Regions from separate parts of the Triticum aestivum genome. Here region 2 is linked to region 1. A link is a contact called in public Hi-C data. All regions are on one chromosome and are shown on one strand. Each heading gives the region's core, a stretch centred on a gene start, on an enhancer-like site or on the middle of the called end of the contact. The rest is flanking DNA. Distances are from core to core; before and after follow the strand shown. Region 1 holds the start of LOC123119463 (RNA polymerase II-associated protein 3). Region 2 holds the start of LOC123119464 (serine/threonine-protein kinase Nek2).

Region 1 (6,073 bases), core at 947-3,446:
CAGCTCGGTTGCTGGCAGTGATTTAAATAAAAAAGATATCAGAAGTTTCCAAAAAGTTTATTTCAATAAAATCAATACATCACAACTCTCCAACTTAATGCCTGCTTTTTACTACTTGAAAGTTGGCTTGGCTCTCAGACCTTTTTCTTTTTCTTTTGAGATTTCAGACCAATTAATTTGACACCTGCTTAGCGGCATAGATACCCTCCAGTTGCCGTTGCCAAATTTTGTCAGCTTTAAGAAGACAACACAATCATTCTTAACTCTGTTTTTGGCTAGCAAATAAGGCCTCCCAAATCGTTTGATTATTGTAAGCCTAGAAAAACATTGTCAATAATAGATTCCAACTTAACTTCTCAAATAGAATTTACCGAATGATTTGTTTAGAACACATTGCATAATTGATTGCTTCCTTAATCTATATACGCAATAACAGATCCTCCTCGCTTCCCTCTATGTAGTTCCATTGCCTGCCCCTCATGATTGGATGGTTTAGGATTCAGTATCTCTACCTGACGTCTGGGAGAATATCTGGCGCACCAGGTGACCCAGTCCCGGTTGGCATCCTTTAAAGTTTCAAAATTTTCTGAAAACTATATACATGACACAGATAATATTGATACCTAACATGTCACAAAATTTCAAATCAACATTCATAACACAGGTCAAGATTTCCTTTTGACAAATTTAACTCTGAATAGTACCTAATGTAAGGCTGTAAAAATGGCCTATTATCAATATTGGTACCAAATTTATTAGTTTTGTTTTCTGAGTTATGTTGTGAATTTCTGTCAATAATAGATCCCAACTTAACTTCTCAAACAGAATACCGAATGATTTGTCTAGCACACATCACATGACATGATTGATTGCTTCCTTAATCTATATGCAATATCAGATCCTCCTCATTTCTTTCAATGCAGTTTCATTGCCCGCCCCTCGTGATTGGATGGTTTAGGATTCAGTCTCTCGCCTAAGGGCTGAGGTGCTGACTGCCTAAACCAGTTAGTAGGGTTGCTTAACTTTCTTCCACACTCATTCTCACCGATCATCATGTGCCTCATATAGTCATATTGCAATCTATGTCAAACAGGCAAAGTGTGGGTTTATGATAGAATCAACAGCACTGATTCCACAACAACAACAGCATGTAAGGTATAACCTAATCATAACCGGCTATGCGAAGTAAGGACTCTTAGAATGCTTATACATTACAACTGAAGAAGTCACATCTTCTTGCTTGGAGCAAAAGGTGCTGGGAATAGAAGGTTTCCCTACATTTGTGAATATTAGTTGCATCCAGAAGTAAATCCTCCCAAGGCAATGATAGAAAGAATATTTTCTCAGCCTTGACTTGTATAACAGGTACTTTGGAAATGGTTTGTCTTGTAACCTGCAGCAGGGTAGAGCACAGCAAACACTGTGCATCGATGGGCTATATCGCAGGAATATGAATAATCGCTAAGATCGGATTATTGGAAGCATACAAGCTAATTTCCATTGACATCGAAACAACCACACGGAAGGCTTATTAGCTGTTAATGTAGTTTCAACACCAATACAGCTATTTAAGTCCAAAGCTCCAGAACTTAGGCCTCCTTTGATCCATAGGATACGAATAGGAAAACCATATGAAATGAGATGGCATATGTCTCAATTCCTGTAGGAAAAAGATGTCATTTGGTCATACTTCATAGGATGGAATTGCAATGCTCGCAGGCGGCAACACGGCGACACACAAATCAAACCTCAGGGCACATCGATCCCAAAGCCTAAATCCACAACACCGCAACATATGTGCTAACGCCGCGCATTTCCTCATCCCAGCTGACCAGCTGACCAAACAAGCGCACGCACGATCTCAACTCATCCCCGCCCGAGGAGATCGATCAGAGCAGTAGGGTTTCGCGCACTGAACGAGCGGAGATGGGAAGGGAGGGAGAGGGGGCACCTGTAGAGGGTGGGGTTGTCGGAGTCGAGCTTGATGGCCTGCGTGTAGAGCGCGGCGGCCTTGAGGTAGTTCCCCGACTTGAACTGCTCGTTCCCCTGGTCCTTGAGCTCCGCCGCCCGTCCACCGCCTCCGTCCGCCATCGCCGCCGCCGCCGCCGCCGAGAGTTACAGGGGTTAGGGTTTTGGGGTCGCGAGCTCCTCGTCTTCTTTCAGTTTTTGTCCTCCTTTTTTTTTCCTCGGCCAAGAAAGCACGTGTCTAGTTTTGCCTCTCTTTTTTTTTCATTTTCTAACACATACACACCCATACATCGAAAGTGTGCACTGGATAGCAAGTAGCCATGGAGTTTAAATTCTAAAAAAAACATGGAGCTGCAAATTTTGAACTGGATTCAGATTGCAAGCTTCTTTTATATTACTCCATTCGTTCAAACTTACAAGAAGTATTTGGTTTATCGAGTTCAGTCTTGACTACAAAGTATTGATACGACTCGGAACATTGCGTATCGTCAACATCGCTGCCGCACAAGTCACAAGATAGCAACCGGCATCGCCTGCCGATATCCTGCTAACCACAATTCCATTACACAGGGAATTCATAAAAGGAATGAAGGTCTTCCAAAGCGACGTCCCAAGAAGGTGACGAGGTGGGACAAGATGCCCATCGTCCAATCCAAAGAGTTGGATCATAGGGTTTCACCTGCAAACCACGAGGCCGGTTCTCGAGAGGTATTGGGGCTCCACAGTGATGCATGTCACCCGAAGGGGAGACCATCATCGCGCTTCTATCCTTGGCACCTTTACAGGGTAAGGTAGAACAACTCTTCTAGCACCTTGCCCCCCCCCCCCCCCAAACAACCCCAAGAAAACCACCACCCTGGCATGGAGTGTCCAAGTTTTCATGGGCTAGCCCCCCCCCCCCCCCCCCCTCGTTTGGGAATGATGGGGATGCCGTCAGCGTGTCTCCTATTGTCGACAGCCAACAGCGAACGCTGCAGGGATTTGTCGCCCCAGGGACGAATCAAATGGTTTAGAACTTGAGATCCTAGGCCAAGCTACCGACAGACCAAGGCAACAAATGTGCGAAATTTGTTTTTTCATGTGTTGTTCTTTACACAAAGTTTCTTAGCTACTATTTGCCTACCCGCCGTGAGTAAAACGGGTTGCTTGTGATAAGATTCTTAGCTATTTGCCTGCCTGCCGTGAGTGAAACGGATTGTTTGTGATGAGACAAGCAAGTCGGCCGTCAATCTAATTTGTTGTAGTGTTGGTAGTTATGATTATTGCTATTCGCTCCGATCTATATTAATTATCACTGATTTCATACTTATTTCTATGCACTATGTACGCAAGGGAATAATGTGCTCTCTTGCTTATGCTCTTCTGAGATTTTGTTATCCCCCTGAGTCAAACAACGCCAAGCACTTTCACCAGATCATTCGTCGTCTTCTCTGTTTCAAGATCCTTCCAAATCCAACAATCCGTATTCACCAACTTTTTTTTTCTCAGAGAAGAAACAATGACTTGGCATGAGCCATGAGTCAAGGCCAGTTTCGAAACAATGACTTGGCATTAGCCATGAGTCGAGGCCAGTTTCAGATGAGAGATCTTCATTATCTGCGAAAAAATATCTCACGAAATTTTCTGGATAGCAACAAATGAGCACTCTATTGTTTGGTAAACTAGAATAAGCGCCCGCTTGTTACATTTTTTTCCTAGGCTTATATCAACACATTGCCACCACATATTATATATGCCGAATTACATCACACATAGACCAAGTTAAATGCTAGCATGTTCACAATTTTGCACTTCACAGTCTTTGTTAATTACATCACACACAAGACGATTTACATGAAGAAGACATATTCACAAGTTTGCATTTCGTAAGTTAGAAGTATCCAACGGGGAAATAAAGTATGTGTGCTCATTTGTCCGTTGTTTCCCCGTTATGCTGTAAATCTATCGCATTCGTCTCCTCTTAACATTCAGTCTCTGCTTGACATCTGTTGTTATTTGTTAATAGTCCGTTGCAGCTGGTGAAGATTAAATAAAAGAGTGGAGGTCATCAGTGGCCATTGCAACTTTGCAAGAGCATGTTATTATGCGATAATATCATGTCAACAGCCAGACATCATCACCAAACTCACCCTATACAAACAAGGAGAAGTGGTCATCGCCAATATTGAGCCCATCTATGGATGGTCTCAACCATTTGAGGGAACAACGCGCTGACACTGTCGTTGATAAGACCCTGGAAGAAATGTATAGCCTCCTCATCGTCCAGATCCAGCCGGAATTTCTCCTGAACCTGATCAATGCACACCATAAAAGGGGGAAACGGTATGGGATTATAGGCTGCTCTGCTCTTTGTGAAGAAAAAAAATCCACTCATAAAACCAATTTAATTACCTTAAGGGTCGCATTTTCCTCGGTAGAGATATCTGGAATACTCGATCTTTCCATCAACGTGAATAGATTCAATATAAGGCTGCTGTTATTCCTTAAAATGTTGTATGCTTCACAGCAGTAGGACTTGAATCTTGTATAGTATTGGCTGAAATCCAAAAGGCAAGTTGCAGCGATTCAAAGAGCTGTAGCAAATGAATAATAATTCAAGTATTGACAGAACGGATCAACAAATTACCTTTCCGTGCCACCCATGGCCTCGACCATTTCTTTACATAGTTTCATTGGAGGTGGAAATGGCTTTGGATCTCGACCCAGAATAAAACCGAAGTCCACATGGAAAAGGCACCCGTCATCTCTTATAAGAAGATTATCTAGATGCCTAGAGAGAAATAGAGAGGGAGGGGAAATCAGCAATTTGTTATTCCTCGCAAACTGCATATAGCTCATGTAGACAAATGGACTGGAAAAAAGAACTGGATGCCATTGTCAGCCAACCAGATCCTTGCTATTGATAAAAGTTTCTATAGAAATACCCCGACAATAGACAGATTACAAGAATGAGGAGCATTTCATCTTGTTGGCGCTATAAATCAGAATATCGGTCACAATTAATAAACACCTAGTTGAGCTATATAATCCTTACAAAATGGTACACGAAAAACAACCATACTCATCGCTGAACAGTAATCAAGAAAAATAAAAATGAAGTGGGGCACTCAAATAAATTCAGTTTCCTCTAAATGAAAATGAATGGAGTTGGACATGCAGCATCACAGTTGAAGATTGCTGAATGTACAGAAAACTGAAATAAATGCTTCTGTATATTCATTTCTAAGCATAAAGGATTAGCTATCCTGATTCTTATACAGATATGGAGTACTTAAAAAGAGAAGGCACCAACCTGTCTCCAACACCCATAATGTATGTAATGACAGAGTAACCAGCACAACTTTTTATAAAAGTTTCCAAGCATTGGGCAGTTATACCAAAAGGACCATCTTCATCAGGATGGAACTTTTGCAGGTAACTTGTAATACTGCGATGTTCTGATATAATCTGCGAACAAACAACAATTTAAATCAACAAACTACTTCAGAATGAATCTACAATATGTAGAAAATTTTGTTACAGCGTAAAACATAACCAGTCTTCTAAAAACCGACATTAGCTACTGGCTTCCATGATCTTCAAATACTCAAATTACCTGTGCAAGCGGGCTGGAAGGAATGAATTCAACCATCCCTTCATCCTGTCCAGTTGCAAGAACTTGGTATGGAGTAAGGTGCAAGTCCATGTTTTCTAGTTTGAGCAATCGGTCCATTAAAGAGACCATTTGAATGACCTACAAAGTGAATCACGAATTAGTCATGATATCTCTACCTTCCATACAAGTAGGTAGGTACTGAGATGTACACTGAGACCAATATTTAAATAATAGCACAAGAATGGTCACCATATCTTTAAGCATCTATATGCTGCATGTTGCCTCGTATGCAGCTCCACTATTGTAAAAAGGATGTATCTATTTATACAATGACATGGTGCCTATGCTAAACATAGGCTATCTATGCATTGAAATTTACATATACATGCACCACAAAAACAGGAATGTGATATGCAGCTCATGGTTAGTACTCTTGTAGGAACTATAACCACCGTATTCTCAACATGACTGAGTAACACAGAAGAGCGACCTAAGATCAATGCTTAAGCA
Region 2 (6,073 bases), core at 1,239-3,738, 350 kb before region 1:
TACGGAAGATGCCAGATCATCAGATGTCAATATTTTTGCAAGCCCAAAGTCACCTGCATGTTATTAAATTTGGAATCACATCATTACCAGGATTACATAACTCATACATAAAGTATTGCACTTTTTCTGGGACTAAGCTACGTACCGAGTCTTATAGTTTGGTCCCTGGCAATGAAAATATTGGAGCACTGAAACAAATTAGCAGCTTCAGTACACATTATTATCACGCCTTACAAATATAAGTACCATCATATGCTCCAATTGAAGCACTGTCAGTTGTCACTGACCTTGACATCACGGTGAAGAATGTGGTTTGTGTGCAAGTAATCAAGAGCCATAAGGAGCTGCACAAGCCACTTGCAAAGCTTCTGCAAAATGAGAACAGTTAAAAGTGTGTTCCACGACAAAACAACTTAAAGATGCCAAAATAAAAGCAAGGCAAGAACTGCACCTCCTCAGAGAAATATGTACCATTAGCTCTTTTAATAGCTTCAGACCTGGACCAATACATATTGTGTTAACTACAGGGACTAAAGTTTGTGAAAAACTATTTAAAGGACATCACAGGGTAACATACATGTCTCCTCCCTGACAATAACCAATAACAATGCAGACATAGCAACCCTGAAATTTCAAGTAAACAGAATGAGCATAATACACATATTAAGTAAAATTGAAACAATTTCGCCTTCCTGCTTGCCAGTTTAACCCTTTTTTTGTCCTTTTACCTACCTTCTCTACCCAAGAATCTTTGTACTCCACGATGAACGGATTTCTCACAGTTGCAATAAGCTGCATCTGCATGAAGAACATTTCCGCACAATTCAGTGAAAGGAAAGCACGACACAAGACAACATATCTTGCAAGTTCAACGATTCAGATCAATTCATCACTAGCCAGCTAAACTCAATAGCACCATCAGGTGGTAATTTATTTACATAACCATATCTGCACCACATCTACTTATAGTTTGTACCAAAAATGACATCAATAAGCTGGTATTGATGAACAAAAGGTTTTCCCTTCAAATCATAACTAGGCACCAAAAAATGAACAAGTATAGCTTGGGAAGATGAAGCAGAAGAAGCTTTACCTCCTGGTGGGCAGACCGGCGAGTGCGGTCCGTCTGTCGGGCAAGCCGGATCTTCTTCAGCACATACCTGCACCATATATACTCAGAGCATCAAAATGACTGAAACAAAACTGGTCCCAAAAGGCGAGTGAAGGGGGGTGCTAGTCATAGTCAGCCTCACTTCTTCTTCTCCACCTTGTGCCTCACCAACAGAGCAGAGCCGAATGCTCCTTTCCCAATCTGCTCCAATACCTCATACTGATCCATCCTTGCTGAGTCTGCTGCAGCCCGCACACAGCAGGATATGCTCTTTTCAAACTATCCTGGGGGTTAAAAAAGAACGAAAACAAATCAGTACTTCTGTCAAGCAATGGTGAAGAATAAGTGCATTGAAGTACCAAACAACTCCACACACGCACAAAATAATGTTCAGAGTGAAAAAAGGTAGTATTGTCCAGAGAAAAGAAATCAAAATGGATGGCAAAGTTGCCAATACTCCAAGAGATATATCTTGGGGCTGAGGGGGAAGAGAAGACCAAAAGCGTGAGCTCACATGAAAACACAAGAAAAGACAAGTGGTCCGTAATTACGGATGCAAAAGCAAAGCACTCGGTGACAAAACCTGCCGACAGCCCCACTAAACTGTTCTGAAAAAAGAAAAGAAAGAGGAAACGGTGGAGCTCTGGGCCGAAATGTCAAATCGAAACTCAAGGAGCAAATCAGAATTCAAGACGCAGGGGGAGAAAAATAATCAAGCCCGGGTCCAAGCGCCACCAACTCCGAATCAAAGCCACCCCAATGATTTGTTTTCCTTTTACAATCAACGAACGAATCCCAAATGCCAACTCCATGAGCGCATCAAAATGGATGCGAAATGGCGGCGCGCAGCGCGGCTCTCGATCCAACCCAAGGAAGCAAGAACACAGCTCCGAACCCAAAAAAGCAGAGGGGGGGAAACGGAAGAACAATCCAATCTAATCCGAGCTCGGAGGCTGAAATGCCAGCTCCAAGAACCCCGCCACGGCCGGCGCAAAGGCCGGCGGACGGGAGGGGGCAGGGCGCGGTGGACTTACGGGGTCACGCGCGCAGATCTCGCCGCATTTGATCGGGGACGGAGGCGGGGGGAGCGGCCGCGATTTGAAGGGGCGGCGGCGGGGAGAAGGAGAGAGAAAGATGGGGGTTTTGGCTTGGGGTGGGTTCAACTTCAAACTCGGCGAGAGCCCCGCCCGCCCGCTCGCTGCCGCTTTCCAATCCCCCAAAGCTTATATAGCCCAAAGGTAAAGGGAGGAGGAGGAGGAGAGCTAGGGGAGAAGCCTCCCCGAGGAGAGAGAAAAAGAACAGGGCTAGAGAGAGAGAGGGAGGGGTGTGTGAACTGGGAAGGCGATGGCAGTGAAGAAGAAAATGTGATGACTGATGAGAGAGAGGGTGGGGGGGGGGGGGGCTCCTGGTATGGTCAACTTGGGTGTATTTTTTAATTTTTTTGGAGGGTGTATTTTTTAGTTTCTTGGATTGCATCCATGATATGATGAGAAACAAAAAGGAGCCATTAGTGTGAGTGCTTGTGGGCTGATGGCATCTTTGCTACTCCATGATAGTAATGCGACATTCAAAAAGCATTTTAGAGCAAAGTTTCCAAACAAAATTTTACTACTACACAATTTCAAGAAAGTCATAGACTCCCTCCGTCTCAAAATAAGTTAGTACAAAATTAAATCACTTATCTAAAGTTATACAAAGTTGAGTCATTTATTTTAGGATGAAGGGATATTTGAAAAAGCATACAAGTATTCACATCCGATTCTTGTACGATACTAATCTAAACCGAACTGGTTGAGAAAATGGAACGATCATGTGGTGCAGATGGTTCGTGCGTACATGTATTGTATTGAAACCATCGTATGCACAACATCTCTATATTTACAATCAGATGGAGTACTACTTAGCTAGCTGTGGAGCAGTTTGCATCGACTCAGCATATCTTTCATGGTAGTAGTATTTTCTTGGAAGATATGCACAAATCTACAACCATTTTTAATGACACTAGGGTGTATAGGGTCGGGGCACACACTACAGGAAAAGCATTTCTTATGAAAAGGACATAATTTGAAGAGGGACTTACCATGGTTATCTATTGGGTAACCAGCAATCACTGATTGATTATTATGCTGCAATTGTCTCTATATTATCTACTCCCTTCGTTCCATATTATAAGATGTTTTTGCAAGCTTTTTCAGCATCTTATATTGTGGGACGGAGGGAGTAATCAAACCGTAAAAAAATATAAGGATAAACATGACTAGATATAATTAAAAAAAAAGACAGAAATAAAGAATTCTACTCCCTCAATTCGTCAACAGATGACATTTATGCATTGACATAGTCCCCAATATGCATCTTCGAAACTACTCTATGCACGAGAGTCCTCGCACGACCCTTACACGACCACTGATCCAAAGGTGATAATCCACCCATCAGGCTTGATCAAAGGCTGAGCTCGCTGATCGTGCGTAAATCGTCCAAAGAGTGTCGTGTGTGTAGCACTTCTCTATGCATCTTTGATCATTAATTTGTAGGCGTTTGAAAACATGTTTTATGACAAATCTAATGATGTTGCTTTATTTTACGAATAAAAGTAGTTTTGTGTCAAAGTTTAAATTTTTTAACTATACAATTTCTGGAAAGCCATCTATTTACATACACATGTGATTCTACTATTTAGCTAGACGTGGAGCAGTTTGCTCGACCCGCATTTCTTTCATATTTTCTTAGAAGATGCCAACTACAACCATTTTTAATGACATTAGGATGTGTAAGGTTGGGGCTCACACCGTTGAAGAATCCTTTTTTTATGCAGCCAATACTACTAACACAACTTGCACTATTGTACAATTTGTCCGCAACATCTTTATAACCCACACAGATTTACAAGAATAATGGACCAATCGAAATGACTTCATTTTTAATAAGAGGAACTTAACTGGAAGGGTTATCTGTAGGGCAACTAGCAAGTCTTACTCTTCTAACTATATTCTAATTTCTAATCATGGATTTGATGGATTTGCTAGCTCCAATTGATTGAGCACTAGTCACTCTTAGCTTTCTTCTGCTTTTCTAAAAAATATTGTATAAATATATGTATCACAAGCCTTCGTAAAAAAATAGCATCGAGGCAATTGGATGCAGCCTTCATTGGCGTCTTGAGAATTCAACTTCAAATTGAACCAATAATGGACTCGGGATATGTGGATGGCGTGACAGAAAGGTCATGAAAGAATGTCAGTTCCAATGGAATCATCTGATTGATGAAAAGAAAATGTTCAAAGCCCCTTCAGGTTGCAAAAATAAACAAATAAATGTAGAATGAAGAACACTAGAATTTAACATTTAGTTTTCACTACAAAAGGTTTTGTTAGACTTTTACCGGCCCATCCATCTCAGTCTCTGTGTATGAATACGCAAAGAACTACAATAACCATCACCCAATAGAAATATCGTTTATAAACACAAATAAGGAAAAAAATAGGGTGTAGCGTGTTAGAATAAATGGGCTTGGCCATGAAGATTTTCTGAAATTCCTAATGTAAATCTCAAAGGCCCATGTATAAATGGCAAGTGAAGGTGCAATCTTCTGTCCCACCCTGAAAGTAAAGGAGACGTGAGACCAACATAAATATTATAGTCTCCCCACTACACTAAGTGATGAGTATGAGGAGAGAAAGAGAACGCCACACGCACGTGACCGTTTTTTCCTGGTCTGGCTGGAGTGAAGGGCGTGGGCATGTGACAAAATTCGGTTTGTAACCTTGGGAGTGCGCCTTCATTTTGTCATTTTATTTTTTTGGTTTCTTGGCACACAGGTTGATTGTTTTCTTGTCCAGTAAGTTTCAACTTGAAAAACCAAGTCTGTTTGAGATCATGATCGCGACACGATGCCGCTTGGGTTCTCCTTTATAAATATGACTTGCAGGCCACAACCAAAAATACACTGAATCAAGCCATGGTTTGCCTCCTCTCACTACTTGCATCGTCATCCTAGATTACTCCATCCCGAACGCCAGCATGCATCTGCAAGAGGGAGAGCATGTCTGCGGTACCTCTCGTCCTTATGATCCTGCATCGGGAGAGGATGAATTATGTTTTGGGGAAGCGCTACGTGCAACTGCTCAAGTTCGTCACCACACATCCTCTTCCACCAAGTCAGATGGCATAGCGTACCGACGTCTTCAGAGATTCATATCAATGTTATGCTGCAATTTTCTCAAACAATCAGATGATAAATTCAGATTGTTTTGAGGCATGTCGAGGACAACAATGAATTTACATAATCCCATGAGGCAGTCGAATTTCGACATGGGTTAGGAGAAAAATTTACAAACTAGCCCTGCTAATGTTATGGTACAGTTTTTTCAAATAATCAAACCTTAGGAGGAAAAAAACAGATGGACTTGACTTGCTATTATTCGAACAAAATAATAAAATTACCTAAATTATAACGCCCACACGTGTGGCACGAAGCAACATAGCCCAAACGCCTTCATTACCATTCATTTTGCCACGTCAAAACAGATGACATCAGCGGATCTTTTTGGTTTTCGGCTTAAAAATGTTTTTCTCCTAATAAAAAAATCCAATTAAAAATCCGTTTTCACCATTAACTCCGTCTCGACGAGATCTTCAAAACTAGATCCCATGTTGATATGTTTCAACAAAAAAAAATTGGCCAAAAGTTGTCATGATGTTTACACTGTAGTTGTCATAGTGTTTACACTAAATTTGCCATGTGGCAATTTTAGTTTATAGATCATGGCAATTTTAGTATTGACCATGGCGATTCCAGTACTTTTGACCATGGAAATTATTTTTTGTATGAACCATGGCAATTTTAAGTGCATGTGTCATGGCAATTTTAGTTTATGGTTCATGGCAAGTCTAGTTTCTTAATTCCCCGTTTTATAATATGTCAAAATTGCTTTTAAAGGTAGAAGGAAAAATAGCTAAAAC

The links. Hi-C and Micro-C count contacts between places; a contact is called where the count stands out from the background.
Region 2: a Hi-C map of leaf shows a contact between it and region 1, with 5 times the contacts expected there. The contact joins the promoter of LOC123119464 here to the promoter of LOC123119463 in region 1. A contact is called at or near these places in 4 of 5 Hi-C or Micro-C datasets (leaf and an unstated tissue).

What each region holds. Positions count from the first base shown.
Region 1 is chr5D:61,255,775-61,261,847 of IWGSC CS RefSeq v2.1, reverse strand. It overlaps LOC123119463 (RNA polymerase II-associated protein 3), which reads right to left and starts at 2,196. Exons shown (of 8, transcript XM_044539268.1): 1 at 1,952-2,196; 2 at 1-11. The coding sequence starts at 2,091. LOC123119462 (phosphatidylinositol 3-kinase, root isoform) reads right to left here. Exons shown (of 18, transcript XM_044539267.1): 13 at 5,564-5,701; 14 at 5,261-5,415; 15 at 4,595-4,738; 16 at 4,360-4,504; 17 at 4,098-4,258; 18 at 3,626-3,983. The coding sequence ends at 4,121.
Region 2 is chr5D:61,605,895-61,611,967 of IWGSC CS RefSeq v2.1, reverse strand. It overlaps LOC123119464 (serine/threonine-protein kinase Nek2), which reads right to left and starts at 2,488. Exons shown (of 15, transcript XM_044539269.1): 1 at 2,146-2,488; 2 at 1,254-1,395; 3 at 1,094-1,160; 4 at 733-798; 5 at 578-624; 6 at 452-497; 7 at 288-368; 8 at 146-188; 9 at 4-53. The coding sequence starts at 1,339.